Regions from separate parts of the Mus musculus genome. Here regions 1, 2 and 4 are each linked to region 3. Evidence: chromatin contacts called from public capture Hi-C and promoter capture Hi-C data. All regions are on one chromosome and are shown on one strand. Each heading gives the region's core, a stretch centred on a gene start, on an enhancer-like site or on the middle of the called end of the contact. The rest is flanking DNA. Distances are from core to core; before and after follow the strand shown.

What was found. Promoter capture Hi-C pulls out the DNA fragments that hold promoters and counts their contacts. Capture Hi-C pulls out chosen DNA fragments and counts their contacts.
Region 1: a contact with region 3 is called in a promoter capture Hi-C map of liver, with 2.6 times the contacts expected there. The contact joins the enhancer-like site here to the promoter of Med1 in region 3. A contact is called at or near these places in 3 of 39 promoter capture datasets (embryonic stem cells and liver) and 3 of 115 datasets of contacts at active chromatin or transcription factors (large pre-B cells, pro-B cells and stem cell-derived neural progenitor cells).
Region 2: a contact with region 3 is called in a promoter capture Hi-C map of adipose tissue. The contact joins the promoter of Wipf2 here to the promoter of Med1 in region 3. A contact is called at or near these places in 3 of 39 promoter capture datasets (the C10 cell line, liver and pre-B cells) and 1 of 9 other capture datasets (adipose tissue).
Region 4: a contact with region 3 is called in a capture Hi-C map of macrophages, with 6 times the contacts expected there. The contact joins the promoter of Gjd3 here to the promoter of Med1 in region 3. A contact is called at or near these places in 1 of 39 promoter capture datasets (pre-B cells), 1 of 115 datasets of contacts at active chromatin or transcription factors (embryonic stem cells) and 1 of 9 other capture datasets (macrophages).

The regions. Positions count from the first base shown.
Region 1 is chr11:97,225,975-97,233,249 of GRCm38.p6, reverse strand. It overlaps Npepps (aminopeptidase puromycin sensitive), which reads left to right. Exons shown (of 23, transcript NM_008942.3): 13 at 1,252-1,361; 14 at 3,357-3,420; 15 at 6,382-6,521. Among named protein-coding and RNA genes, the nearest start is that of Kpnb1, 42 kb to the right of the region's middle. Within about 2 kb of position 4,074, at least 10 of the 459 cell types and tissues checked have an H3K27ac peak or open chromatin away from gene starts, as enhancers often do. A contact at or near this core is called in liver, where this site is marked.
Region 2 is chr11:98,860,998-98,867,610 of GRCm38.p6, reverse strand. It overlaps Wipf2 (WAS/WASL interacting protein family, member 2), which reads right to left and starts at 4,013. Exons shown (of 8, transcript NM_197940.2): 1 at 3,709-4,013.
Region 3 is chr11:98,191,629-98,198,364 of GRCm38.p6, reverse strand. Med1 (mediator complex subunit 1) reads left to right here and starts at 5,072. Exons shown (of 17, transcript NM_001080118.1): 1 at 5,072-5,306. The coding sequence starts at 5,282. Gm38963 (a long non-coding RNA gene) reads left to right here. Exons shown (of 4, transcript XR_880193.2): 2 at 1,975-2,212; 3 at 3,188-3,281; 4 at 4,328-4,429.
Region 4 is chr11:98,979,723-98,986,357 of GRCm38.p6, reverse strand. It overlaps Gjd3 (gap junction protein, delta 3), which reads left to right and starts at 3,338. Exons shown (of 1, transcript NM_178596.3): 1 at 3,338-6,411. The coding sequence starts at 3,342. The coding sequence ends at 4,178.

The DNA of each region.
Region 1 (7,275 bases), core at 2,825-5,324, 960 kb after region 3:
AGAGCAGTCGGTGCTCTTAACCACTGAGCTATCTCTCTAGCCCTTTACACACCATTTTTAAAGGCACTAAATTTAATTAACCCAAGGTTCAGAAAGTAGGCTTGTATGGCTAGCCAGGAAGCCCTGGGTTTCTGCCTGTCTCCCAGGGCTGGGATTGCAAATGCACGCTACAACCTCAGCTTTTAAGTGGTTCTAGGATCAAATTCAGGGTCTCATGCTTTGCATAGCAAGTACTTCACTTATGTGCTTTTTTTCCAGGCATGGCATACATTGTTACCCTTTTGCTTTCCCTCTATAACCAGTGAAGTTTAACCAAATTAGTTTTATTTTGGTTGTATCCACATTGAATATATTTAAACTTAGACTGATTGAATGAGTGTCAGTGAGTTTGTCAGTGATTGTGTAATGAGCTTATACTTGTTTCTGTTTGTCTTACTTATGATCAATTTTTATTAGAATGATTAAATTTATTTTAGAATAAAAGTCTAGGTGTTTGGTCATTATGTGTGTGCAGAAGCTGCGTATAAGTGTTGAATGGCTTCCTCAGTTGCTCTGTACCTTACTTGTCTTTGAAGGGCGTCACTGAACCTGGACCTTACCCAATTAGGCCAGTCCAGCTGGCCGTCCCCCAGGAGCCCTCTTGTCACTGCTTCCCTACTACTGGGGTTATAAAGCTTTCCCCACCACAGGATCTCCCTACATAGTCTAGCTCTCTTGGAATTCACTCTAGATCAGGCCGGTCTCAAACTTAGATAAATGCCCATTCCTCTGCCTCCCTCTTGCTGGTATTGGAGGCGCACACTATCACACCCAGCTCATGTTACCAATTTCCTTATGGGTGCTGGGTGAAGGGGATCTGACCTCGTGCTAGTGTGGCAAGCACTTGACTGAGTCCCCAGAACAGCTTTTTTTAGTAGAATTTACTTAGTTGTAGCCTTGTGGGTAGACCATTTGTTTGAGCCTCTGTATGATGGACCTAACAGTTGGTAAGCCATGCAATGTTAAAAGGTATGTGAAGCTGGGCATGGTGGCGCACGCCTTTAATCCCAGCACTTGGGAGGCAGAGGCAGGCGGATTTCTGAGTTCGAGGCCAGCCTGGTCTACAAAGTGAGTTCCAGGACAGCCAGGGCTATACAGAGAAACCCTGTCTCGAAAAACCAAAAAAAAAAAAAAAAAAAAAAAAAAAAAGGTATGTGAATATTTGATACAGGAAATAAACATTTCCAGTTATTGTTTTCATTTACCTTCTAGAGGATCTCTGGGAAAGTTTGGAAAGTGCCAGTGGCAAACCCATAGCAGCTGTGATGAATACCTGGACCAAACAAATGGGATTCCCTCTCATTTATGTGGAAGCTGAACAGGTAAGCCTGTGAGAATCCTTGCACAGCTGGGTGTGATGTGTCATCCATGGAATCTCTGTACTTTGAAGGAGATAAGCAGACATGAGTTTGAGCCATGTCTTGGCTACCTAGCCAGACAGTTTGGAAAACAAAGAGAATATTAGCACACCAGAATGATTGTTTCTTCTCTGAGGATTTCATTTCTCAAAACTGTTATGCTTATTAATGATTACACTTAATGCAAACTACTGGTTGCTATTTTTTTTTCTTTCCTTTTTTTATTTTAAGGCTCAGAACCCTTTTAAACTTCAGTAGGCTGCTGGGTATAATGGTGCACACCTTTAAGCTTAGGATGTGGGAGGAAGAGGCAGAAAAGAGCTCTTGTGAATTGAGGCCAGCCTGCTCTACATAGTGAGTTTCAGGACAGCCAATGGATATGCATGTAGAGAGACTTTTTTTTCTTTCTGAGACTGAATATCACTGTGTAGTGCTAGCTGGCCAGGATCTCTTAAATTCTAAAATGCATGATATCTGGGGGCTGGTGAGATGGCTCAGTGGTTAAGAGCACCGACTGCTCTTCTGAAGGTCCTGAATTCAAATCCCAGCAACCACATGGTGGCTCACAATCATTTGTAATGAGGTCTGTCGCCCTCTTCTGCGGTGTCTGAAGACAGATACAGTGTACTTTCATATCACAATAAATAAACCTTTAAAAAAGCATGATATCCATAACCCATAATCCCTACTTTTTAAATGATTTAATCATAAATTTTTAAAAATTATTATTTCATGTGGATGGATGTTTGCCTGAATGCCTGTCTCTGCACCATTTGTGTACCTTGTAACCACGAAGGCCAGAAGAGGGCATTGATCCCTTGGAATTGTAGTTACGCAGATGGTTGTGAGTTACTGTGTGAACACTGGGGAGTTAAACCCAGGTCCTCGGGAATGAAGGACAGCCAGTGCTTGTAACTGCTGAGCCATATCTTATTTATTTAGTTAGTGATGCTGTGTATTGAACCTAGAATCTTTTCTTTCTTACTTGTTTGCTTCCTTGTTTTAGTTTTTGGAAACGGTCTTCCTATTTAACCTCAGCTGGCCTAGAACTTGTAGCTCCCTTTCCTCCCCAGTGATGAGGTTAAAAGCTTGTACCACTATGCCTAGACTTCAGTTCTGTTTCTTGTGCTTAGTTTACTTACTAAGGTCATTATTTGTTTAGTTTTACATTTGATTTAAGTTCAAGTGTGTGATCTTTTAAATATCCCAGAATGCAGTTATTGATGAGCAGTGAGGCCAGTGACTGCCTGTTTTTTGAAGGCTTTTGTCCTTTGGTGGGGGTGGGTGAGGCTGAGTGCCGAGTGTAAGTGTGCACATTTGAGTGTGTGAAGGGCCGTCAGTAGGCTGCCCACCCTGGTTTTTTGATAGGGTCTTTTACTGGGACCTGGGATTTGTTAGTTTGGCTGGGTTGGCTGGACAGCAAGCTCCAGGAACCCTCTGTTTCTGCCTTGCAGACACTGGGATTATAAGTGTTCATTATCACACCCCAGTTTTTACATGGGTGCTGGAGACTGAACTCAGGACCTGGAGCTTGCATGGCAGTTAGATTGCATGGCAAGTGAGTTATCATCTTAAAGTGTTTTATAAACACATAGGCTATTGCTTTTGATTTCTAGACTTGAAGTCACCCCTACCCTCACATTTTTTTTCTTTTTAAGACATTTAAAAATGCATTTTAAAACCTTATTGCATTCACATGGGTATGGGACGATCACTGGGACATGAATGAACAGCTTACCAGGGGCCACATCTCTGGAGAGAATTGAAAGCAGCTCCTTATTAGCTAGGGGTGTGGCTCACGATTCTTTCCTCAAGAGTGACTGACTTTCTTTTCCAATTCTGTAGTTTTCTCATCTCATTGCAGAAGATAATTTGTACTGCTTCCCTGCCTATATTGTCACAGAAACACTCCCAACCCAAATCGCCATTGTTGTCACAGCCTTTGCTTTGCCTCTGTAGGTAGAAGATGACAGAGTGCTGAAGCTGTCTCAGAAGAAGTTTTGTGCCAGTGGACCATATGGCGGTGAGCAAATATGATCTCAGAGGGAACTGACCAGTAAATCTCGATTCCTTACTAATAGTTTTCAAAATAAGAGGAAGCATGTTATTTGTCTAATTATACTTTGGATTTAGTTTAGTATTTATTTATTTATTTATTTATTTACTTACTTACTTACTTCCTTATCTACCTCCTTATTTACTTATTGTGAAATAGAATTTATTGTGGCTCTGACTATGTGCACTAGATGTGCCTGATCTGCTGACCAGGCTCACATGGTTTGTGCAATAAATACATCTGCCGGGCCTGCTCTCCAGTGGTTGGAAATGCCCAGGGGTTTGGGGGTAGGGTTGTCAGTCCAGCTTCATGGTCCCCTTGGTGGCCTTTTTCTCTGCCTGCTTGGCTTCCATTTCTCTTCTACTTTCCTCTCACTTTTTTGGTCCCAGCTCCTCCTTTACCTGTCTGCTCTCAGCCTCCAAGCCTTCCTAGTTGTTTTCACCCCAGGAGTCTGGGTCTGGCCTGGGCTGAGCGCTGGGACCAACAGACAGGGCAGCAAAGGGGTGGTCGCCCATGTCACTGGGCTCTGCACCACCCTAGTTATACTAGCTAGCAGTGTGCTTTCTAGGGGTGGCTCCACAGAGCTGGGTTCCTGCCAGCCCTGGTCCCAGGAGCTGTCAACTTCCGAGCTGCTCCAGTGTGAGTCCAGAGACTTATGGTCTCGGTGGCTGACCTGTCCGGCTTGGCTCCCTTGGACCTTGGCACTTTAGTCATCATCCAGCTGTGCCGAGACAGATTCAGCTTCCTGTTCGATGCTGCCCCAGTTATCTTATATGTGTGTGTGTGCCTGCTTGTCTGTGTGTGTACCAATTATGTGCAGGTACCTGAGGATGCTAGAGGAGGACATTAGATCCCCTAGGACTACAGTTATAGTGCTCTTAACTGCTGAGCCTAATCACTCTAGGCCTAATCTTTAAAATTGTGTGTCTCCCACAAAGCTTCAGTGGCCTTTAATCCCATCATTTCGGAGTCAGAGGCAGGCAGATCTCTTGAGTTCAAGAGCAGCCTGGTTTTGCCAGGGTGATCCAGGACACCTAGGGCTACACAGAGAAACCCTGTCTTGAAAAACAATAAAGTTTATAGCTCTCTTACTGAAAGAGAATAAAAAAGGATTGGAATACCCCAAGAAATGTAAGGCAGTGGTTTTCAGTTTTCCTAATGCTGCAACCCTTTAAGACAGTTCCTCTTGTTGTGACTCCCCTAACCACAAAAATTATTTTTGCTGCTACTTCATAACTAATTTTCTTACTATTATGAATCATAATGTCAATATGTGATATGCAGAATATCTGATGTGTGACCCCTAGGAAAGGGGTCATTCAACCCCCAAAGAAGTTGAGGCTCACAGATTGAAAACTGCTGCTCTGAGAACTTACTGTGTTAGGGGGGTTTTTTTGTTTTTGTTTTTTAAGTGATTGGGCTTAATAAGTATTAATTCAGTGACGATTGTCTTTACTTACCATTATCCTAGGCACTTCAGTTGCTTCTTACGTTATGCTCTCAGCATAGAGTAATGCTTCTCTTCTACACACTAAAGCTGAGGTGTGGCTACGGTGGTTAAATTGCTCAGTCAGGTTGCTTTAGTCTCAGCCTTTGGGAGGCAGAGGCAGGAAGATCTCTGTGATTTTTAAGGCCAGCCTGTCTACAAGATTGAATTCCAGGACAGCCAGGGCGATGTATAGAGATCTTGTTTGCTCCAAGTTATCTATGTAATGAGTTTAGAAGAGTGAGAATTCAAATAAGATTGTGGAAGTCCCTCACTTTGTCCTCCCAACTGCTGCCACCTTCCTGAATAACTCTGCATGTCATCAAACCCTTTCTACCTATAAAGTTTTAACCAGGCAATTTAATTTTTATTGAAGAAACTTAAGTTTCATTTTCTTTAGAATAGTAGTCTCAGTAGGGAGAGATATGTGTACCTGCCACTTTGTCACCACTGTCCTGTCATGTTGTGTTCACAAGATCCAGTAAAGAAAAATGGCCTTCTGCTCTTCACTGTCTCACTTTGAACTACTCTTCTCAGTAGGGGCCATGGATTTGATCTCCAGCATTCCTTGCCTAATGGGAAAAAGAAGTCTAACATGTCAGTTTATGGCTTTACTCGCCAATTAAGTCTTTAAGTGCCACAATTTCTATTTTCTCCCTCATATTTATAATCTGTGTTGTAATACTAACAGGTTTGCAGGTTTTTCTATCCCTAAGACCAATGCAGGTGACATTAAAACCTTGGGTATCTCAGTGATTTAACATTCAGCTTAGGGCTAGAGAGATGATTCAGTGGTTAAGAGCACTGACTGCTCTTCCAGAGGTCCTGAGTTCAATTCCCAGCAACCACATGGTGGCTCACAGCCATCTGTAATGGGATCTGATGCCCTCTTCTGGTGTGTCTGAAGATGGTGACAGTGTGCTCACATAAATAAAAATAAATAAATAAATGATATATTCTTTTATAAAAAGACATGCAGCTTACTCATTGTTGACTCTGTGCTATCTTTAAATAGTTCTGTTACTATACTCAGACAAAGTCTGCTTTGCTGTTTGATATCTAGGACACTGGCTCTACCTTTCAATGGCTTTGGCTCCTCGGGGACGAGAGAAATAGTTCCCAGGATTGGTTCTGCACAGTGTCACTGGAGTGGGAGCCCTTAATGGAAGCATCATAGAGCACTGACTCCTCAAGTTGACTGTAAAATCATTGCTGTCTTTATTGCTTTGTAAAAGGGAAAAACATCCCCTTTAGATGAGTGTGATTTTGGTAGGATCTTATCTTGTCCCTTGTACTAATAGTGTTGAGGTCACCGAAGGCATGATTTAACAATGAGAGTTTTGTCTTGGTTACAGCGTGGCAGTCCTGTGTTTACCTTACTACCTGCTTCTTTCAGTGTAACCTGGTTTTCCAAGTTTTCTATTTGTTCTCTTCTTGCTTAGGTGAAGACTGTCCTCAGTGGATGGTTCCTATCACAATTTCAACTAGTGAGGATCCTAACCAGGCTAAGCTGAAAATACTAATGGATAAGCCAGAGATGAGTGTGGTTTTGAAAAATGTCAAACCAGACCAATGGGTAAAGGTGAGTTTAGAATGGCATAGCCATTTTTATTTTATATGAAATGATTTATTTCTCTTACTCCTATGTCTTTGTGGCTGACCCTGAATTGTATTTCTTCAATTTGTACAAGTATTTTCAAAGGAAAAACTTTTCTAAGCAGATAGAAGGGAGGAATGAAGAGTAGAAGTTGACTGGGTTTGGTCATGTATACCTGTAACCCCAGCGCACAGTAGTCTGAGGCAGGATGTTAAAATTTGAGGCTAGCCTAGGCTAGTGAGACTCTGTTTCAAAAGAAGAAAACAAAGGGAAGAGTAAATACTACACTGGCATAGAACATCTGTAGTACTGCAGCTGCAGTTGCCTCCCTTGCTAAAAAGCCAGTCTGTGGTGCATCTCTGGGAGTTCAAAGCCAGCTTGGTCTACAGAGTGAGTTCAAGGACAGCCAGGGCTACACAGAGACTGTTGAAAACCACCCAAGCTGTCCTGCCATTCCAAGCACACTTTAGCCTCAGGTCTGTGTTGTCCTCATATAACTTTCTTCAAGTGAGAGCAGAAATAGATAAAAATCTATTTGTCACTGGAATATGAAAACACAAATGGGTAAGTTATTTTTACTTTGTAAAAAAAAAAATTGCTGCAATTTCTTCTTAGGATTATAGGTTATCCCAAAATTTTAGTTGCCAAGAAATACCCTTTTTTCCTATTTTAATATTTAAAATATACTCTGGAATATATTAGCATTTGAAATTATGATCTTGAAGATTAAGTAACAATA
Region 2 (6,613 bases), core at 2,764-5,263, 670 kb before region 3:
GCTGTGTGAAGAATAGTTAACAAGAGCTTACTTTGAGAAAGAGATCAACAATCACACGCCTAAAGAAAAGAAGTTATTTGGCAGAGGGATGCATGTTGCCAAAGCGTTAGTCACAGCGTCGAGGTCCCAGTTTGTGTCTCTGCGACTATTCTTTGCTTTGACAGGATCCATTCTCTGGCTCAAGAAACCCAGCTCAGCTTCTGTCACTGTCCCCATTAGAAGCAGTCAAGGATCCTTTCATTTTGGCGGCGTCAAGCTGTGACACAGACAGGATGCCCACCAGAGGAGGAGGGGGTGGCCTGCCACTTTCCACTTAGGACTAGCTGAAGCAGAGCAGTGGGAAACTGTGACAGGACAGGAAAGCTTCAAAGTCACTGTCCTAAAGGAACAGGCCATCACAAGAGCTCTGTCTCTACACGTTAGAGCAAAACCTTCCTTAAAATAACCCAAGCCGGGCGTGGTGGCGCACATCTTTAATCTCAGCACTCAGGAGGCAGAGGCAGGTGGATTTCTGAGTTCGAGGCCAGCGTGGTCTACAGAGTGAGTTCCAGGACAGCCAGGGCTATACAGAGAAACCTGTCTCGGGGGAAAAAAAAAACAAAAACAAAAAAAAAGTAAACCAAAAAGCCTGACAGTGGTGGTGCATGCCTTTAATCCAGTACTCTAGAGGCAGAGGCAGGAGGATCTCCGAGTTCAAGACCAACCTAGTCAACAGAACAAGTTGCAGGACAGCCAGGGCTACACAAAGAAATCCTGTAGCACAGTATTACACAAGTTTTTGTCTCTAAATACACACATTCACTTCGCTGTCTGGAGCTCACTCTGAGTCGGTATGAAAGCTAGAGTTTCACACATTCACTTCGCTGTCTGGAGCTCGCTCTGAGTCGGTATGAAAGCTAGAGTTTGCTAGAACAGCCTCAACAGCCGTCCATGGACTTCAGAATTACTTGAGGGCAACAGGAAAAACATACTCAAGTATGTATGCCAGGGAGCAGATCGGGAGGCTACGATCAAGCAAGAACATGTGATGATAGTCCAAAGTAAAACTTAAAAGCTATTCTGGCCGGGCAGTAGAGACACATGCCTTTGATTCCAGCACTTAGGAGGCAGAGGCAGGTGGGTTTTTATAAATTCAAGGCCAGCCTGATCTACAGAGTGAGTTCCAAGACAGCCAGGGCTACAGAGAAACTCTGTTTCAGGGGGGAAAAACCAACTATTCTCTTCCTGGTACCCTTCCCCTCCCCTGAATCTCACCTTTGTGTCCACTAAGTAATTAGCACCAACTAGTGCAAACACCGTTTCTGCTATCAAGAGTGAGAGAGAATTAAAACTGCCCGATCTTTGGCAAATCCACGTCAGGCCTCAGAAATGCCAAGACTTTGGAAACACTTCTAGGTTAAACAATGTTCACTTACCAGCCGAGTGTTCTGAGTATTATAGCCAAAGAAAAAGCTAGAACAGAATTTCAAAGGAGTGACAAGAAAGCATCCAATCCTGTCTACAGAATGGTCCCAACCAGTGACAGCAAGGTCACACGCCAAGGCAGATGGCTCAACTCTCTACGATGCTTGGGTAGTTAGAAAGTAAGGCAGTGTACTGAATTCATTCATTTCAGACTCTATAGGCCACTACTTCCTCTTGGTGATAACACAGTAACATAAAAATTTTGACTATTAAAAATACAGGGGAGCCGGGCGTGGTGGCGCACGCCTTTAATCCCAGCACTCGGGAGGCAGAGGCAGGCGGATTTCTCAGTTCGAGGCCAGCCTGGTCTACAGAGTGAGTTCCAGGACAGTCAGGGCTATACAGAGAAACCCTGTCTCGAAAAACCAAAAAAAAAAAAAAAAAAAAAAAAAAAAAAAAAAATACAGGAGAGCTGGAGAGATGGCTCAGTGGTTAAGAGCACTGACTGCCCTTCCAGAGATCAAGAGTTCAATTCCCAGCAACTACGTGGTGGCTCACAACCATCTTTAATTGAATTGATGCCCTCTTCTGGTGTGTCGGCGACAGGATGTTCAAAAACATTAAAAATAAATTCTTTTTTTTAAGTTTTATTTATTTATTATTTATATGAGTACATTGTAGCTGTCTTCAGACACACCAGAAGAGGGCATCAGACTTCATTACAGATGGTTGTGAGCCAACATGGGGTTGCTGGGAATTGAACTCAGGACTGTTGGAAGAGCAGTCAGTGCTCTTAACCACTGAGCCATCTCTCCAGCCCCCAATCTTTTTTTTTTTTTTTGGTTTTTCGAGACAGGGTTTCTCTGTGTAGCCCTGGCTGACCTGGAACTCACTCTGTAGACCATGTTGCCTCGAACTCAGAACTCCGCCTGCCTCTGCCTCCCGAGTACTGGGATTAAAGGCATGCACCACCAAGCCCCACTCCTTTTTTTTTTTTTTTTTTTTTTAATTAAGATACTAGGATCAGCAGTTAAGAGCACTGTCAGCTCTTCTGAAGGTCCTGAGTTCAATTCCCAGCAACCACATGGTGGCTCACAACCAACTGTAATGAAGTCTGATGCCCTCTTCTGGTGTGTCCGAAGACATCAACAATGTATTCATACAATAAAATAAATAAATCTTTTAAAAAATATATTAAGATAGCTGGGTGGTAGTGGCACACACCTTTAATCCCAGCACTCAGGAGGCAGAGGCAAGTAGATCTCTGCGAGTTCAAGACCAGCCTAGTCTACATAGTGAGCACTAGAACAGCCAGGGCTGTTTCAGAGAGAAACCCTGTCTTGAAAGAAACAAAACAACAAACAAACAAATATAGTTTACGGGGCTGGGCAGTCATAGTGGCCCACGCCTCCCTCTGAGGTAGAGGCCAGCGGATCACTGTGAGTTCCGGGCCAATCTGGTCTACAGACTCTGAGTTCCAGGACAGTGAGGGTTACACAGACAAAGTGTCTCAAAAAAAAAAAAGAAAGAAAGAAAGAAAAGAAAAGAAAGAGAAAGAGAAAAAGAAAGAAGAATTTCAGGGATCAGATGTAGCAGGTGGATCAGGATTTAAAGGCCAGCAGAAGCGGGGACAGAGGTAGATTCCAGTGCACACCAGCTTCCTCCAGCTCCTCGTTTCAATATTATCCTTCCAGAATATGCCTTCCTAATCAGTAACTCGACCGCACACACAGCCTACGTCTAGCGAGCGCCTTCAGATTTTCATCTTCCCTCAATTTCACGCCGCTCCAACAGGGATCCTTCAACTGCAGGTGCTTCCAAGAGCATCTCAGAACATCACTCCGACTCCCTCTCATCCCACACTCTCAACATCTCCCCCAGTGTAAACACGTTCGCTCTCAATCCTCCTCCTCACCCCGATCAATCCCGAAACGTCACACCGATCCTCCTAAACTCGAGAGCATCCTGCCAATAATTACCTTTCCCCAACAGGTCCTCCCTTCCCCATCTCCCCCTCCGCGCACGGCTCCCCTCCTACCTCACCCAGAGTTGCCAGTCTTACTCACCTCACCCAACCCTTCAGGATCTCTAATTTCCTGTCTCTCAAAAAACCTCCCTCCTGCCCATTTGCTCAGTCGGTCCCCGCCGCCCTCCACTCGGATGGCCCACGCCCCCTCTCCAGGGTCTCCAGGCCCCGCCCCCAGGACCCCCTCTCCGCATCAGGCCCCTCCTCCGGTGTCCCTCCCCCCCCCCACCACAGTCCCCCCTTCCCGGCTCTCCCTCCCACTCAGGTCCGCAGGTCACCTCAGCGGCGGGCTCAGCCGCCCCGGCGTCTTTCCCACTCGGCGGGGGGCTGCTCCGGGAGCGAATCCTCCGTCACCTCAGTCCTGGTTTAGTCCTGCTCGTTCGCCCCGCGGCAAGCTCTCTCGCTCTCTCTCGCTCTCTCTCTCTCTCTCTCTCTCTCTCTCTCTCTCTCTCTCTCTCTCTCTCTCTCTCTCTCTCTCTCGCCGCCGCCCCTTTTACCAACCCGGAAATGGATCCGCTCCCACCGTCCCCAGCGTCCGCGAACAAAATGGAGGCGGGGGAAAAGGAGGAGGGAGCCGAGGGCCGAGGGCCGCGGGACGCATGCGCTCAGGGAAGCCTGCCCTCTACCGGCGCACGTGGGGGCGGAGCGCCACCATCTTGAGAAGGTCGCGAGTCCGCAGTTGGAAGTCCCGTTTGCATCTTGGGACTGCAACTGGGGCCGCCTGCGAGGCTTTCAGTAACGAGTGATGCCAGGATTCGGTCCATGAGATGCTTATTTAATTGGTTGGATGCGGCCTGAGCGTCTCGACCTTTAAAATTGCGCAGGTAGAGAACCAGTGAGCTAACTGATGTATCTCAAGTATGTTTTCTTTCGTGTTTATTTTTTTGCGCGCACACACACACACCATAAGCCCTAATATGGTCTAGAGTACCCTTGAAGAGGCCCAACAGACAAGCTCTGGTTGTCATAGCAACAGAGAGGCGAGCTTCTTCTAGCAGGTCATTGGTTAGGTCGTTGTAACCACTTAACTAGTGATCCCCAGCTCGGTAGGCTGAGGCATGGTGTTGTGAACTCCTCTATAGGTGCTTGGATGAGAGAGGGGAGTCCTTGTCGCTTGCTGGTTTCCATTGCTTAACTCTGTTGCCGATGACTAAGGATCTCATCTTCATACACAAAGCTCGCCACCACACCAAGCAACCCCATTGCTACCCTATGTCTCACTGCTTCTCCATCCAGTCAACCCAGTGACCAGGGCTGAACCTCAAGTAAAAGGCCAATATCAGCTAGCACTTAATCCCCACTCACTAACTGTGTGTTCGTGGGTCTCAGCTACCTCATAGTGTTTGTCCTTTCTCACAGTGCTTGAAGGCTCATCAGGTAATGAATGAATGGGAAAGCATGTGATAAGCCATAGCCTGTTATTATTTTTGTTTTCCCTCTGTTCTGCCCCACCCACTAGTGCTAAATGTCACATTGAACATTTGCTTTGGGCCATTCATTGAGCTCTGTACCTGGGGATGGTTCCAGATGTGACTCAAGCAGACAGCTTCTGCCCTCCGGGAGCTCACCATGCTGGTGTATGGTGCTCATGCGGGCTGGCATGTAAACAGACAGCTGACGTCCAAGTCAGTGTGCGATTAGAGTTGTGACATGTGCCGGGATGTCACAGGAGTGATGAATTCCTGCTGAAGAATGAGAAGAGATTTGTAAATGGTTTGAACTAGCCCCTGCAAGATGAGTAGAATTTTGCTGGGCTCTGTAGCTCAGAGGAGGCAGAGGCAGGCAGATCTCTTAGCTGGGGGCCACCCTGGTCTACAGAGCAAGTTCCAGGACAGCCAGGACTGCACAGAGAAATTCTGCCTCAGAACACCAAAACAAACAAAACAAGAAGAAGAAGGGGGCTGGAGAGATGGCTCAGTGGTTAAGAACACGGATTGCTCTTCCAGAGGTCCTGAGTTCAATCCCCAGCAACCACATGGTGGCTCACAACCATCTGTAATGGGATCTGATGCCCACTTCTGGTGTGTCTGAAGACAGTGACAATGTACACTCATATATAAAATAAATCTTTTAAAAAGAAGAAGAAGAAGAGGAGGAGGAAGAAGAAGAAAGAGGGGGAGGAAGAAGAAAAAAGAGGAGGAGGAAGAAGAAAGAGGAAGAAGAAAAAGAAGGAGGAGAAAGAGGAGGAAAGAAAAAAGATGAATAGGATTTTGTTACTAATCAGTGAAGGCGGGGAACACATACCAGGCATGATCAGTGGATGCAAAGGTAAAGATGCTCAGATAGCTACGTCATGAATATCTGATAATGGGGCGGCTGGACGAGAAATGCAGTGAATCTGCACTGTTTACTAACTAGAGCTTCTGAACTCTTTCCTTCATCTCCTTACCTGCCCCGTCTTCGGTTGCTCAACGATATGTAGACCCACTTTCTTCCTTCCTCCCTCCTTTTTAAATTTCTTTTTAGTTATATTTTTTTTTCCATTTATTTATTTATTCACGTTACATCCTGATCACAGCCCCCCTCCTTCCTCTCCTCCCAGGCCCACCCTCACATGACCCTCCCCTCCCCCTTTCCTTCTCCTCAAAGAACTTGGTACCCTATGACTACCAACCCTCCTTGGCACATCAACTCCCAGCAGGACTAAGCGCATCCTCTCCCACTGAGGCCAGACAAGGACGGCTAGCTAGGGGAAAGGGACCCAAAGTCAGGCAACAGAATCAGAGACAGTCACCTGCCAATTGTTAGGGAGCCCATGGAAGACCAAGCTACACAACTGCTATACATGTGTAGGGGGCCTAGGTCCAGCCCATGCATGCTCTTTGGTTGATGGTTCAGTTTCTGTGAGCCCCCTGTGGGCCCACATGAAGTGGCTCTGTAGGTTTTCTTGTGGTGTCCTTGACCCCACTGGCTCCCTCAATCCTTCCCTGCAGTGGACCCACTTTCAATCCCTTCATGTCGTGAAGTCACCTCTTCATACCATGAAGTCCCCCCTTCATACCATGAAGTCCCCCCTTCATACCCTCAAGTTCCCTCTCAAAGCCCTTGAAATGGTTATCTTTGTCTCATGCTTGTTGTCCAAGCCCTTGCTTCAGTGTCCCCTCTCCTGAGGGTATTCTCTGCCCAGTATAGCTAAAGTAACCCCCTGCTCTCTTGTTCAACCTGTGTCAAAGAGCAGCCACT
Region 3 (6,736 bases), core at 3,823-6,322:
AACAGTCCCCCAGCTAGGTGTGTACCAGGCCAGATACCCCCTTTTTTTCCTCTGTAAATGCTTGCCTGAAACTAGGCTCAGGGCTCCACGTTCCTGCTGTGTCAGGGTTGGCAAGGAGCCCGGAGCATGAGCTAGACTAAAGAGACCCTAACATGTCTTCATCGGATTCGGCCGCTCGGTGGTCTTTTGGGGTTCATGAATATTTCATGGCACAGCAGAGTCTTAGAGCCCTGTGGAATAAGGATGAATGTGGTGGTCAGAGAGCTCCTTAGGTGTACACCACCTGGCATGTTCCGGGTTCCAGACTTCACTTTGATTAAGCAATGCCAAACATTTCGTAGGGGGTCTGACACCCCCAAGGGTAAGCCTGGTTGAGATACCTTCTGTTTGATGCATAGGAGGGGCAGACTGGGGCTGCTGACCCAGTGTCTGGGTTCTAGGTGAGGTCACTGGGTCTCTCTCCATTCAGGTGTAGGAGTGTGTGGTGGCTACCCCTGCTTTGTTTCATTATGGTTTGTTTCAGTCCTCTGTCCCCGTCGTTGCTCATCTGTCTGTTACTTGTCATTGTGATGTGAGATCCAGTATCTTAAACTATGAACAATTTTGTTTGTGAACACTTCACTCTTTTGAAAGATTTGCTTCAGTATTTTCAGGTGCATAAAAACAGGGAGGGTGAATAGTTCTCCCAGGTGAGCCCTCTCTCTGCGCCATGTCTGCTCTAAGCAGTCCCAGGGAAGGGGCTAAGTTCCCCTGTCTAGCCTGAAGGAAAAGAGAAAGTTCCATTCCTCTCTCTCTCTCTCTCTCTCTCTCTGTCTCTCTCTGTCTCTCTCTGTCTCTCTCTGTCTCTCTCTGTCTCTCTCTGTCTCTGTCTGTCTCTGTCTGTCTCTCTCTCTCTCTCCCTCTCTCTCTCTCTCTCTCATGATTCCTTATTAACTGATAGAATTAGAAAACTCAGAACTCACCACTCTCTGAAAAAAAGTGGAAAAAACCTGCCCCTGGGCTGTGCACGAATGTCACCAGATAACACAGCCCAGACAGAAAGGGTTTTCCCTTCTGTCAAACACTGAAATAATGCCGGGCGGTGTTGTCACATGCCTTTAATCCCAGCACTTGGGAGGCAGAGACAGGCAGATTTCTGAGTTTGAGGCCAGCCTGGTCTACAAAGTGAGTTCCAGGACAGCCAAGACTATACAGAGAAACCCTGTCTCGAAAAACCAAAAAAAAACCAAAAAACAAAAAACACTGAAATAGAGGACTTTAGGGCTGGAGAGATGGCTCAATGGTTAAGAGCACAGACTGCTCTTCCAGAGGTCCTGAGTTCAATTCCCAGCAACCACATGGTGGCTCACAACCATCTGTAATGGGGTCTGGTGCCCTCTTCTGGTGTGTCTGAAGAGAGTAATGGTGGTGTACTCATATGCATAAAATAAATACATAAATCTTAAAAAAAAAAGACTTTAAACAATTTTTGCTAGGTCATTTTTAAAGGATTAAAGACAGCTGCTAAAAAAATTTACTTTGTCAACCAGTCAGCCCCAGATATTAGGAAAAGGTTATACATTTAAAAAAAAAAAATCAAGGTATAATAAATAGGTGCCAATTGCTGAAGGTGGCTTTAAAAAATATTTACCAGAAGAACGCTGATCGGGATGAGACCTTTTGCATAAGTCACTGCCACCTTCTCTGATGATGACAGAGAGCTAATGGTCTTCTCTGGTGAATACCTCACATCCTTAGAGGGTCCTGCTAAGCATAAACAGTAGAGGCAAGAGGATCTTTGAGTTAGAGGCCAGCTTCAGTGAATCTCCACAGCTAGAGCTACAGGGAGAAATCATGGGGGTGGGCGAGGGGACTACTACCATGTCACACTTCGGTCCTGCAGAGAATTTCCTTAAACATGAAGGTAAAACAACTCAAAACAGCTTCAGGAAGTCCCTGAAACTGACCAGATTCTCTCTGCTCCTTCTTCCCAAGAGTAAACAAGCCAAGCTGCTGACAAGGAAGGCTCTGAAGAGTGGTAAGCTGCAGAGACTCTGAGCTGGAAGAAACAGAGACCAGCTTAGCTGCCTGGAAGAGGGTTAGACCAACCGAGGCTCCTGCAAAGGACACTCTCAAATGTGTTGAGATGCCCACAGGCTGTGCCGTGTGCTTCAGGTTCCCATGCTGGGTGGGGCCTTGGTCATGCAGCTGTCTTTGAGTCATTTTTGCTCCTGTAAGTATCCCTAATAAAACTCATTGGTTCACGAAGTTGGACTTTCACCCTACCTTGTAGTGAGCTAGCTACCTATCTGGGGGTGAGAAGATGTGTGTGTTGCATTTCCCCAGGAAAGTGTGGTCACACAGTAGCATCCCTACACACATCACAAATACAAAAGCACACTAAGACCGTTTCCAGATATTCACAAAGATCTCTTCTTACTAAATGTGTGCTGCTGGTTCTGCTTTTGTGAACCATGCTGTCTGTTAGGATGGCTTTGGGAAATGTTTGACTAGCCTTTGGTTGGTTCGTTGGAGACATCTCACTATGTAGCCCTGGCTGTCCTGGAACTCACTTTGTAGACCAGGCTAGCCTTGAGTCTCCCTGTCTCTGCCTCAGCAGTGCTGGGATTAAAAGCCTGAATAGCATTTTAAAAAAATTTTTTTTTTTTTTGAGGGCTGCAGAGATAGATCGCCCAGTGTTTAAGAGCACTGGGTGCTCCTCCAGAGGTCTTGAGTTCAATTAGCAACCACATGGTGGTTCATAATCATCTATAATGTGATATGATGCCCTCTGTGGCATGCAGGTATACACACAGATAGAGCACTCATATCCATTAAAAAAATTTTTTTTTGAGACCAGGTCTCTCTACATGAATCTGGTTGGTCTAGAACTTGGTGTGTAGACATGCTGGCCTCTCTGTCACAAATCTGCCTACCTCTGTCTCCAGAGTTCTGCGATTGAAAGTATTCGACACAACCTAGGCAGCAGTGGCACACCCTTTAATCCCAGCACTCTAGGCAGAGGCAGGAGGATCCCTTAGTAGGAGGCCAGCCTGGCCTACAGAGCAAGATCCAGGACAGCCAGGGCTACAGAGAGAAACCATGTCTCAAAAAAAAGAAAGGAAGAAAGAAAGAAAGAAAGAACAAATGAACTACACTAAGATCAGATCTTTTACTCACTGTTGAAGTTTATTCTGATTGTTTCCAGAGGTCATGAACGTCTCAGAATTACAGAAATTGTGTTTGTGAAGATTTATCAAGACATTGACTGAAGATGTTTTTTGTGATTCATATTGTAGAGAGTAAGTTAAACGTGTGTTTTCACTGGTGTTATAAAAATCAATGATAATACATAGTAGAATCAGAAAAAAAAAAGTTCTCTAACCTAAAATCCTATGTAGTCTTATAAAATGTATAAAACTGAATGAAATAGGTTAGACTTGCTTCCAGGGTGTGTAAAAAGCACCAGTACTGGAGTGTAGGTGCTGTGGTGCTGAACATAAGCAGGATGAGGAAGCCGGTGGATCTTTGTGAAGTCAGGCCAGTCTGACCATGCATCCAGGCCCCGAGCAGCCAGAGCTACAGGAGCCCTGTCTCAAAACCAATAAGACAAACAGCAACAAAAGCCTAAAGTACTGCGGTCCTCTTTTTAAGAATTTTAGATATTACTTTAACAGTTTCTGTGCTTGATATAGGTTAAGTCCTTATTTATTTACTATAAATTGTGCATTACCTCTGTACAAATGGGAAACAAATTAAGCTCAATTTAGATCAATATACTGTTAATTTCTGTACAGAGCCAAGCTCAACATGGTAAACGATGATAATGTTTTCCAAAAATCATCTTCTTTGTGTGTGTGAAGTCATTCTTTTTTTGTTTTGTTTTTGTTTGTTTGTTTGTTTTGTTTTTTGGGTTTTTTTTTTTTTTTTGGTTTTTCGAGACAGGGTTTCTCTGTGTAGCCCTGGCTGTCCTGGAACTCACTCTGTAAACCAGGCTGGCCTCCAACTCAGAAATCTGCCTGCCTCTGCCTCCCTAGTTCCTTTCTTTTTCTTTTATTTATTATATATATATGTATGTATGCGTGTATATGTGTATATGTATGTGTGTGTGTGTGTGTATATATATATACTGTACCTGTCTTCAGACACTCCAGAAGAGTGAGTCAGATCTCATTACAGATGGTTGTGAGCCACCATGTGGTTGCTGGGAATTGAACTCAGGACCTCCTGAAGAGCAGTCGGTGCTCTTAAATTAACTGAGCCATCTCTCCAGCCCCTTCTTTCTTTTTTTTAAACAACATAACTGCTTCTGGTTCTTCAGGAAATTTCACCTTCCCACTTTCTCTAGGAATTAAACCCAGGACTTCAGACATGCTAATCAGGTATGTTGCTGGTGAGTTACAAGTCTTGTCATCTTACAAATCTTACTTTTTTGTTGTTTTGTTTTGTTTTTGTCCAGGCAAGGTTTCTCTGTAGCCTTGGCTGTCCAGAAACTTTGTAGACCAGGCTGCCCTCATACTCAGAGATCTACCTGCCTCTCCCTTCAGAGCGCTGGGATTAAAGGTGTGCGCCACCACCAGGCAAACTCTAAACACCCAAACACTAAAACTCACTGGAAATCTTTCAGTAGAGATTATTTTGTAAGGACCGGTTTTCACTATCCCCTTCCTCATTGGGATTATAGGAGTGTGCCACTTTTCCAGGTGCTCAAAGAGCAAACATTTTGTTTCGTTTGAGACAGGGTTTCTCTGTGTAGCCATGGCTGTCCTGGAACTCACACTGTAGACCAGGCTGGCCTCGAACTCAGAGTTCCGCCTGTCTGCTGGGATCAAAGGCTTGAGCCGCCACCACCGCGGGACGGAAGAGCTAACGCTTTTAATTTACAAATTGTGTAACTGTCGGGATGCAAACATAAACTTTCAGAGAGATGTCAACTCTGGGCACACACCCTTAGACGCCAAGGTGTGAATTCTGAGCCAATCGGAGCCGGGCCTGCTAGAGATCCTGCGGGGAGGACGAAATCAGCCAACCTCCGCGAGACTTTGGTGCGGTTCCTTCTTCCTCCGTCTCACAGGAACACGATTAATCTCGCGATCTTTGGGAAGTTCCGTTGGGGAAGATGGCGGCGGCCGCGAGCACCCTTCTCTTCTTGCCGCCGGGGACTTCAGACTGAGCCTTCCCCGGAAGAGTCGGGGCCGCTGGTGCGCCGCTTCCCCGGAGCCCAGGCTAACTTGGTTCCCCTCTGAGTGGCGGGGAAAGGCTCCCCGGCTCGTGGCGGACCCAAGACCTCCCCGCTGTCAGGATGAAGGCTCAGGGGGAAACCGAGGGTGAGTGACTGGGGGGTGGCGGGGAAGGAGGGGCGGTACACCGCTGCGGCGAGCCAATCCGAGAGAGGAGGTGGGGACCCACGCCCCTCCAGGGCCACCGTGCGTGGGACCGGATCCTGGTGGAATGTGCATCTTAGATCCCGACCGAGCCCTACAGATGCTGGAGCGCCTCCTCCGGGGCGCTGCTCCCCCGTCTCCTCCACTCGTGAAAGGTTTTCTGCGGGACGAGGGACGAGGAAGTTGAGCCTCAGGGTACTTTGAGCTTAGCCCGGTGGGACCCAAGGAGAGGGAAACTGAAACTTGTTGATGCTTTGTTCCAGGAGAGATCGCTGAAGATGACACTAGAACAATGTAATGTCAAAGTAATGGAGGGTGTTTTAGCCGGAGTGACTTGCTTGGTTCGATCTTCATCATAGTAAAAGCGGGCCGTTTATTACTTGGAAGGTCATAGTGTTCAAATACTGTGCTGTGTCTTTACGAACTGCTTTCAGTTGTGCACGACCGGTGGCTTTAAAGCTTGGGGGAGAGGTGTTCAGAACTATAAACTGGCAGGAACAATCCCCAAACCAGTTTCCCAGTTGAGGGAAGAAAAGGGAAGGGATAGAATCTTCTTTGTTTCTTGAGACAAGGTCCCCCTGCCTCAGCCTCCCAAGTGCGGGCTTACACACCTCTCGGCCAGCTAAGAGTTTGATTCTTGGTTCAGATACTCCCTCCCACGACCTGGACTGGCTTATCCAAAAATGAAGTCTCGACATTTGTAGCAAAGTGGACGATACTCAAAATAAGCCATATTAAGATAAATAGCACATTTTCTCTTATGAGGAATCTCGACGTAGGTATGTGTTGGTGTGTGTTGGTTGTGAAAACATGGGACCATGTGGGAACAAAGGAGGTCTGCAGGATAGAAAGGTTAGTGGAATATGAAATGAAGTGAGAGGTTTGGCTGTTTGGAGGTTGGGGCAGTGTGGCTCTCAGAGGGAGAGGACTTGGACCAAGTATAATGGCCTATATGTATAAGAATGCCAAAATGATATGCATTGCTTTGTATGTTAATTTAAAGATAATTTAGAGGCTGGGAATGTAGAGCAGTGGTTAGAGTAATGTCTTCTTGTCCATGGGTTCAATTCCCAGCACCAAAAGAAAAGGAAAAAGGGAGCCAGGTGTGGTGGCCCACAGCTTTAATCCCAGCACCTGGGAGGCAGAGGCAGGCGGTTTCTGAGTTCGAGGCCAGCCTGGTCTACAGCGTGAGTTCCAGGACAGCCAGGGCTACGCAGAGAAACCCTGTCTCCAAAAACCAAAACAAAACAAAACAAAAAAAACCCCTAATTATTTTTTTTTTAAAGATTTTATTTATTATATATGTAAGTACACTGTAGTTGTCTTCAGACACTCCAGAAGAGGGTGTCAGATCTCATTATGGATGGTTGTGA
Region 4 (6,635 bases), core at 2,089-4,588, 790 kb before region 3:
AGACACTTACTGGACAGAGTCCAGGAGAACAGGGAGAGGAGCCGGCAGGGGACTGGGACGCTCTGACTGTGCCACCCTCTCGCTCACTGCCTTTTAGCCAACCAACAGATATTTCAGTGTCTCATGTGGCTCCAAGTATTCTAGGTGCTGGGGGTGACATAGAAGGGAGCACGCAATGTCCCACCACTAACCTCGCTTATATGTTTAGCTGAACAGACAAAATCTCTAATGATCAGTACAGAAGAGAAAGGCAGGAAGGGATAGAAAGCAGGAATTACATTCAAAAATAGCAATACTACTGAGCAGGCTGGGAGAGATTCCATTCGGCCTTGGGTTTTTTTGTTGTTTTTCTGTTTTGTTTTTGCTTATTTCTTTCATTTTCAAAAAATGTTGTCATGTGTCAATTACGGTACTGTTATGAACTTATTAGATATGAACACGTCCACGCCCCTGTGTATGTCCACCTGTGACTGATGCGGGACTATGGCTCCACAGCCAGACTGAGGTGTCTGGGACACAGAAGAACCCTCTCAGCCCAGAACTTCTTCAAGCAGGGCCAAGAAGGGCCAATGCCACCAGCTCTGGGTATTGTCAGCAACACCTCCCGGGCTGCCCACGGCTATCTAGGACTGGGTCCTAGAGATTGTAGAGTCTCCTCTGGCATGGGGAGCTAGGTGGGGGACAGGGCAGAGTGACAGTGGCTCTCCATCTGCTGCCCCACCCTAGCATCTCTGTGGCACGATCCCACTCCCTGCAGAGTCACACTGGGTGGGGTCGGGTGGGCTCAGGTGGGGTGGGGTCTGGTGGGCTTTTTCCAGCCTGACGAAGCAGGAGCAATGGGGGCTGGGGCTGGGACCATTCCTGGGTAGTTAGGAAAGAAGAGATGTGACCCTGAGCCTCCATAGCTGAGGACAGGGTGCAGACGGCAGCTCGGCCGGAAGTGAGTGGCAGGGGTCGCCCGGTGCTCCACCTCACATCCTGTTTTCAGAATGTGGGGTTCCAGCACGTGCTATTCTCTTGGATTTTATCCAGGGTAGCGCCCCCACACCCAGGCCTATTTCTAAGGGACCCTGCAGGAGGATGGAAACGTTCAGGGGCACACCCAAGCTGGAGTTAACCAAAAGTTTTTCCAGGCTGGGCTAGACCCCTGACTGAGCCAATCAGTAGAGAACACATTTCCCATTAGGGACCCACTGTTAACAGACAGAAACCCATGCAGGTCTTTGTACTGACTGGGGGAGAAAATATCACGGAGTACGTGAGGACTAATGACCTATCCCTTCATAGGAGTACGCACAGCCCACCTCAGTGCTGAGACCCTCAGCCCCACGCAAGACCCCACCCAGGTATAGAGAGGTGGCAGTTTTCCCTCGCAAGCTGTGAGGGAGCATGCGCTCCAGAACCATTGAGGCCAAGAGTGAGTTCATGGTCCGCCTTTCACTGACTGCGCATGTGTGACTCTCTAAGCCTCGGTTTCCCCGGCTGTAAGGCTGTAAATAGTGCCGGGGTAGCTGAAGACTGAATGAGTGGGTGACTGAGGTAGACAGAAGGGAGAAAAACACCATCTTAAATCGGGAGTCCCTCTTCCTGGCCCACTCGGGTCCCCGTGGATTGTCTATCATGGTCCCGCATCTCCCCGCACCTAGACTGGTAGACAAAGCTCCATATTAGAAAATCCTTGGCAGAAGCTTTTCTCACTGCTGTTGACCTTATGAGGTGCCACACACCTCACGGTAAACCTAGACATTGCTGAGTAGGAAAGACCAGAGCTTTGGCTTAACCACGGTAGCCAGCTATCTCCACATCTTCCTGATGCCCTCACGGAGTATTTCCAAGCACTGGGTTTGGGGTTTCTGTAACACAGCTGAGACCTGGTCATTAAGATGGGCGACTATGACGGGTGTGGTGATGCATACTTAATGTCCTGCACTTGGGAGGCTGAGGCAGGAGGATCATTTACTTCAAGGGCAGCCTGGCCTATACGGTAAGGTCCTGGCCAGCTTGAACTACACAGCGAGACTCTGTCTCGGAACAAAGTAAGAATCTTAGAGTTTAGCTGGCTCAGGTGACAGACCAAGAGATCTTAGCCCAAGTGACCTACATGGCTCATCCAAGGTCCAATAGTGGCAGAACCAAAAGCCCCCCCCCCCCAAAGCCATATTTGTTGTCCCCTAAAAGCCGAAGTTATCTCCCTCTGGCCCACAAGACCCTTCAAAAATGGGGTCAGTTGGTTGTGGTGGACCTAGTCTTCAGTTTGAGGAGTCTGCCAGGAGATAGGGTTCCCATGATTGATCTCTCTGGCTCCCTCAATTAAAAAAAAAAATGTAGCTCTAGTTAGCCTCCGTCCATCGCCAGATGGAGACATGGCTATGGGATGGGCATGGGGGGTAAGGGATGGAAAGAGAAGGCAGGAAGGACCCAACAAGGGGTGTGGCCCTGGATCTATTTCCAGGGTGGAGCCGGACCACAGGTCACCCTGTCCCTTTAAGAGAAGGGGGAGAGCTAGCCCCTCTCAGCCATACTTGTCCTATCATCCATCCCGGCCAAAGCCAAAAAGGAAAATGAAAGAGGGACCCAGAGGGACAGGTCCCAGCTGTCTCTCAAGGTCCTCCGCTCAGCTCTAAGGCCCAGGTCCCGGGGTAAGTGGGGTTGGGGACATCTAGAGGCCACTAAGGGTCTACAGGGACGGGACGTGGTGTATTCTGTGTGTCTGGGGAGGCTTACAAGAGATGCTTGATAATTGCTATCAGAGAGGAGTCGAGGGGGCTGTGCCCGGTCTCCTTGGCTGAGGTTGGTGAGGAAGGGAAGATTGAGGGCGGGCGAGAGATCCTAAGTTGGAAAAACAGGCTTCTGTGTCAGCTTCCAACCCCAAAAGGCGTTCCCTGCTGCGAGGTGAGAGAGAAAGGAGACAGTGGGGGCTCACCCGGCCTGGCCCTCCCCTTGCTCCCAGGGGTCTCAAACAGAAGGAACGTAGAATTCTAGACTCCAGTAGCCGCTCTTGCTCCTGGCACAAAAAGCCAGGCCAGCAAGGTTGGCCCTGAAGAAGAACCTAGAATCTGGGGAACCTTAGGGTCTCCCTAGCCAAGCAGGCCCAGGCCAGGTGTGCGGGGAAATCCCTCCTCAGCACCCCTCTATGCCCATATGAAGGAATCCCATAGCTGAGGATGGACTATCCTCACACTCTGACATTAACTCATTAAACCCCAGAAAATATTCTTTCCCTGGCGCCCTCCGAGATTGTTGAGGGACGGGGGTGGGGGTGGGGGTGGGGGGTGGCGGGGGACAGGGGGTATTCAGCCCGCCCCAGCCTGTGACTACCCCCTTTCCTCGTCCCCAGCGTCATGGGGGAGTGGGCGTTCCTAGGCTCCCTGCTGGACGCGGTGCAGCTACAGTCGCCGCTCGTGGGTCGTCTCTGGCTGGTGATCATGCTGATCTTCCGCATCCTGGTGCTGGCCACGGTGGGAGGTGCGGTGTTCGAGGACGAGCAGGAGGAGTTCGTGTGTAACACGTTGCAGCCCGGCTGTCGCCAGACCTGCTACGATCGCGCCTTCCCGGTGTCCCACTACCGCTTCTGGCTCTTCCACATCCTGCTGCTGTCGGCGCCGCCGGTGCTGTTCGTCATCTACTCCATGCACCAGGCCAGCAAGGAGGCGGGTGGTGCGCAGCTGGCCCCGCCGTGCGCGCGCGGGCGTGCCGAGGCGCCGTGCTCCCCGTGCGCCCTGCGCGCTCGCCGCGCGCGCCGCTGCTACCTGCTGAGCGTGGCTCTGCGCCTGCTCGCCGAGCTGGCTTTCCTGGGCGGCCAGGCGCTGCTCTACGGCTTCCGCGTGGACCCGCACTACGCGTGCGCCGGGCCACCTTGTCCGCACACGGTCGACTGTTTCGTGAGCCGGCCCACCGAGAAGACCGTCTTCGTGGTCTTCTACTTCGCCGTCGGGCTGCTGTCGGCGCTGCTCAGCGTGGCGGAGCTGGGTCACCTGCTCTGGAAGGGTCGCCAGCGCGCCAAGCTGCTCCCGCCGCCGCCGCCGTCGCCCTCTTTGCCATCGCAGCGCGGGGACCCCGACCCTTTCGGCCCGCCAGCCTACGCGCACCGCTCACCGGCAGGCGACAGCGAGGGCGAAGGCGGCAGCGGCCACAGCAAAGCGTCGCTGGCTACCGTGCGCCAGGACCTGGCCATCTAGCGGCGAGATCGGAGGCTGGATATCAGCACCCGGGTCCTTGGAGGCAGAAGGCTTTGCTTCTGAAAGACTGCGTAGGACCCTGCCTGAGCAGAAGATGAGCAGAGGGGACCGCCAGGGTTCGGGTGGGGGAGGTGTCGCACTTCCTAGTGCTGGTTACGGCAGCCGTGTTAAATCAGGGAGGCTCCTCGGTGCTGTGATCCCTGCGGAAAGGGAGGACGCCAAGGGCTCCCCTGAGAGGCGGCAAACCGGCCGTGGGTGACCTGATTGTTGCACCGGGGACAAAAATCAACAGTGATGGCAACATTCCCAGGTTCCCTGCTAATTCAGAGAAGAGTGGTTTTCCGTGAGCGCTCTGCACACACTCTCTCTGGACACACTCAGATGGGTTGGCTGCTCAAGCATAGTAAACCTCTATGAGCTGTGTGTATTTGCATGTGTATGCTTGTGAGGGTCCGCACATGCGTGTGTCCACACGTATACATCTCCCAAGTGACAGGCGATAGAGACCTGGGTTCATGCCTGCGTGCACAGAAATGTACATGTATGTCCTTGAAGGCTCTGTGTGGATGCATGTACGCATGCGTCCTGTGTTAGCTCTGTATACACACCTATACACACGTACATTCTGTGTGTGCATCCGCCACCACTGTCAGTCACTAACCCAGCCACCTATGAGGCAACTCTGTCCCCAACAGGAACTGACAGCAAACAGTCCTGTTCAGTCAGATGTGTTCTGGGCCCAGTGGCCAGGCAGGGTAGCCCAGTGGCTAGGCAGGGTAGCTAAGCTCCACCTTGGAGGCTGACTGGGACTGGGGTGGGGCTCGACTTGAAACAGTGCTGTGCTTTCGGCTTACTTCATCTCTGGTCCCACCTGCCATTGTTCCCTGTAATCTATAAATGTGACTGACTCCTACCAATCGTCAAGGAAAGCTGCCCTTCAAAGAGAGGTGTTTCTGGGTCCCCATTCCCTTGCAACTAGCCTAGACTTTTTGTTTTTGTTTTTCGAGACAGGGTTTCTCTGTGTAGCCCTGGCTGTCCTGGAACTCACTTTGTAGACCAGGTTGGCCTCGAACTCAGAAATCCACCTGCCTCTGCCTCCCGAGTGCTGGGATCAAAGGTGTGCGCCACCGACTTTTTTTTTTTCCAAAGAGATGCCACATGGCTCTGTCACCCTTTTCGTTCTGTCCTCTCACCTGTGTTCCTCCTTTGTCACCTGTGTGGCCATCCTGAATACCCTCACTAGGACCAAGTGATTAAGCCCTGACAGAGCAGGCCTGGCTGCCTTCCCCTGCACCCCTGGCTCTGTCAGATCCACTGCCCAGGCCCTGCCGTTAGCCACCATACCCCAAACAGCTCGTTCTCCCCCACACCAGCCTTCCTCTGGCCTTTGTATGCCCTGGGAGCTTTCTACATAGCCTTATTGGCCATAGGGGAATTCCCTGTTCTTGGGGTACAACCAGCCTTTTCCCCAGGCTTGCTGCACACTAGGCTCCCCTTAGTTGGGCCTCCACCCCTACCTTGCCATCCGTCAAACCAGCCTGAAGTTTCTGTCCCCGGCAAGCATGCCCACTTGGTATGCCAGTTTTAGACATGCTGTTGGGTGCAGTCTTACTTTCTGAAGGCCTGCCCCCCCCCCATTGCCTGCCTTTGTCTTTTGGTCTCATTTGAAGAAAATGTGCCTCAAGGCATGGCTTTCTCTGCCCTGAGCTACAGTCAGGCACCCTGTGTTCCAGCCTCGTACCATCTGGGCATGACATATAGTGTTTTGGGCTCCATCACTCCATCACCATGCTGAAGCCCACGCCCGCACTCCCAGTGGACGAGTCTGGTTCTCGGATGTCGGGTCGAAAGCCTGGAACCCTCCACTCAAGCATACTCGTGGATGTCCAGCTGCCTTCCAAAGACAGTCACTCAACAATAGCGGTTCAAGATCACTCACATTCAATACAGTTGCACATGAGACACAATGTAATATTTAGGTTTGATTTTGATTTCTGAGATAGGATTTTTGGGGTTTTGTGTTTTGTTTTGTTTTGTTTTTGTTTTGTTTGAGATAGATACATAGCCCTGGCTGGCTAGGAACTCAATTTGAGGCTGACCTCAAATTCAGTGACTTCAGAGACTGTCCCTGGCTCCCACTGCCAGGATTAAAAGCACACATCCATACTTACAATGTAATTTCCAATTTTCATTCAACCACATTAAAAAAGCAAACGGACACAGGCAAGATTAATGTAAGTAGTGTTGTTTTCTTTAACCTACCTTATCCAAAACAGTCCCGCTTGAGCGCATCGTCCGTCAGTGTCTGCAAGGATCAAGGAGATATTTCCCATTCTTTTTCTCACACCAACCTAGAGTGTACTGTACACATAAGGTACATGCCAGTTCAAACCAGCCCAGTCTGCAGACACGGGTGTGGCTGGCTGGCACATGCAGCCCAGATCCAGATGTTGGGCA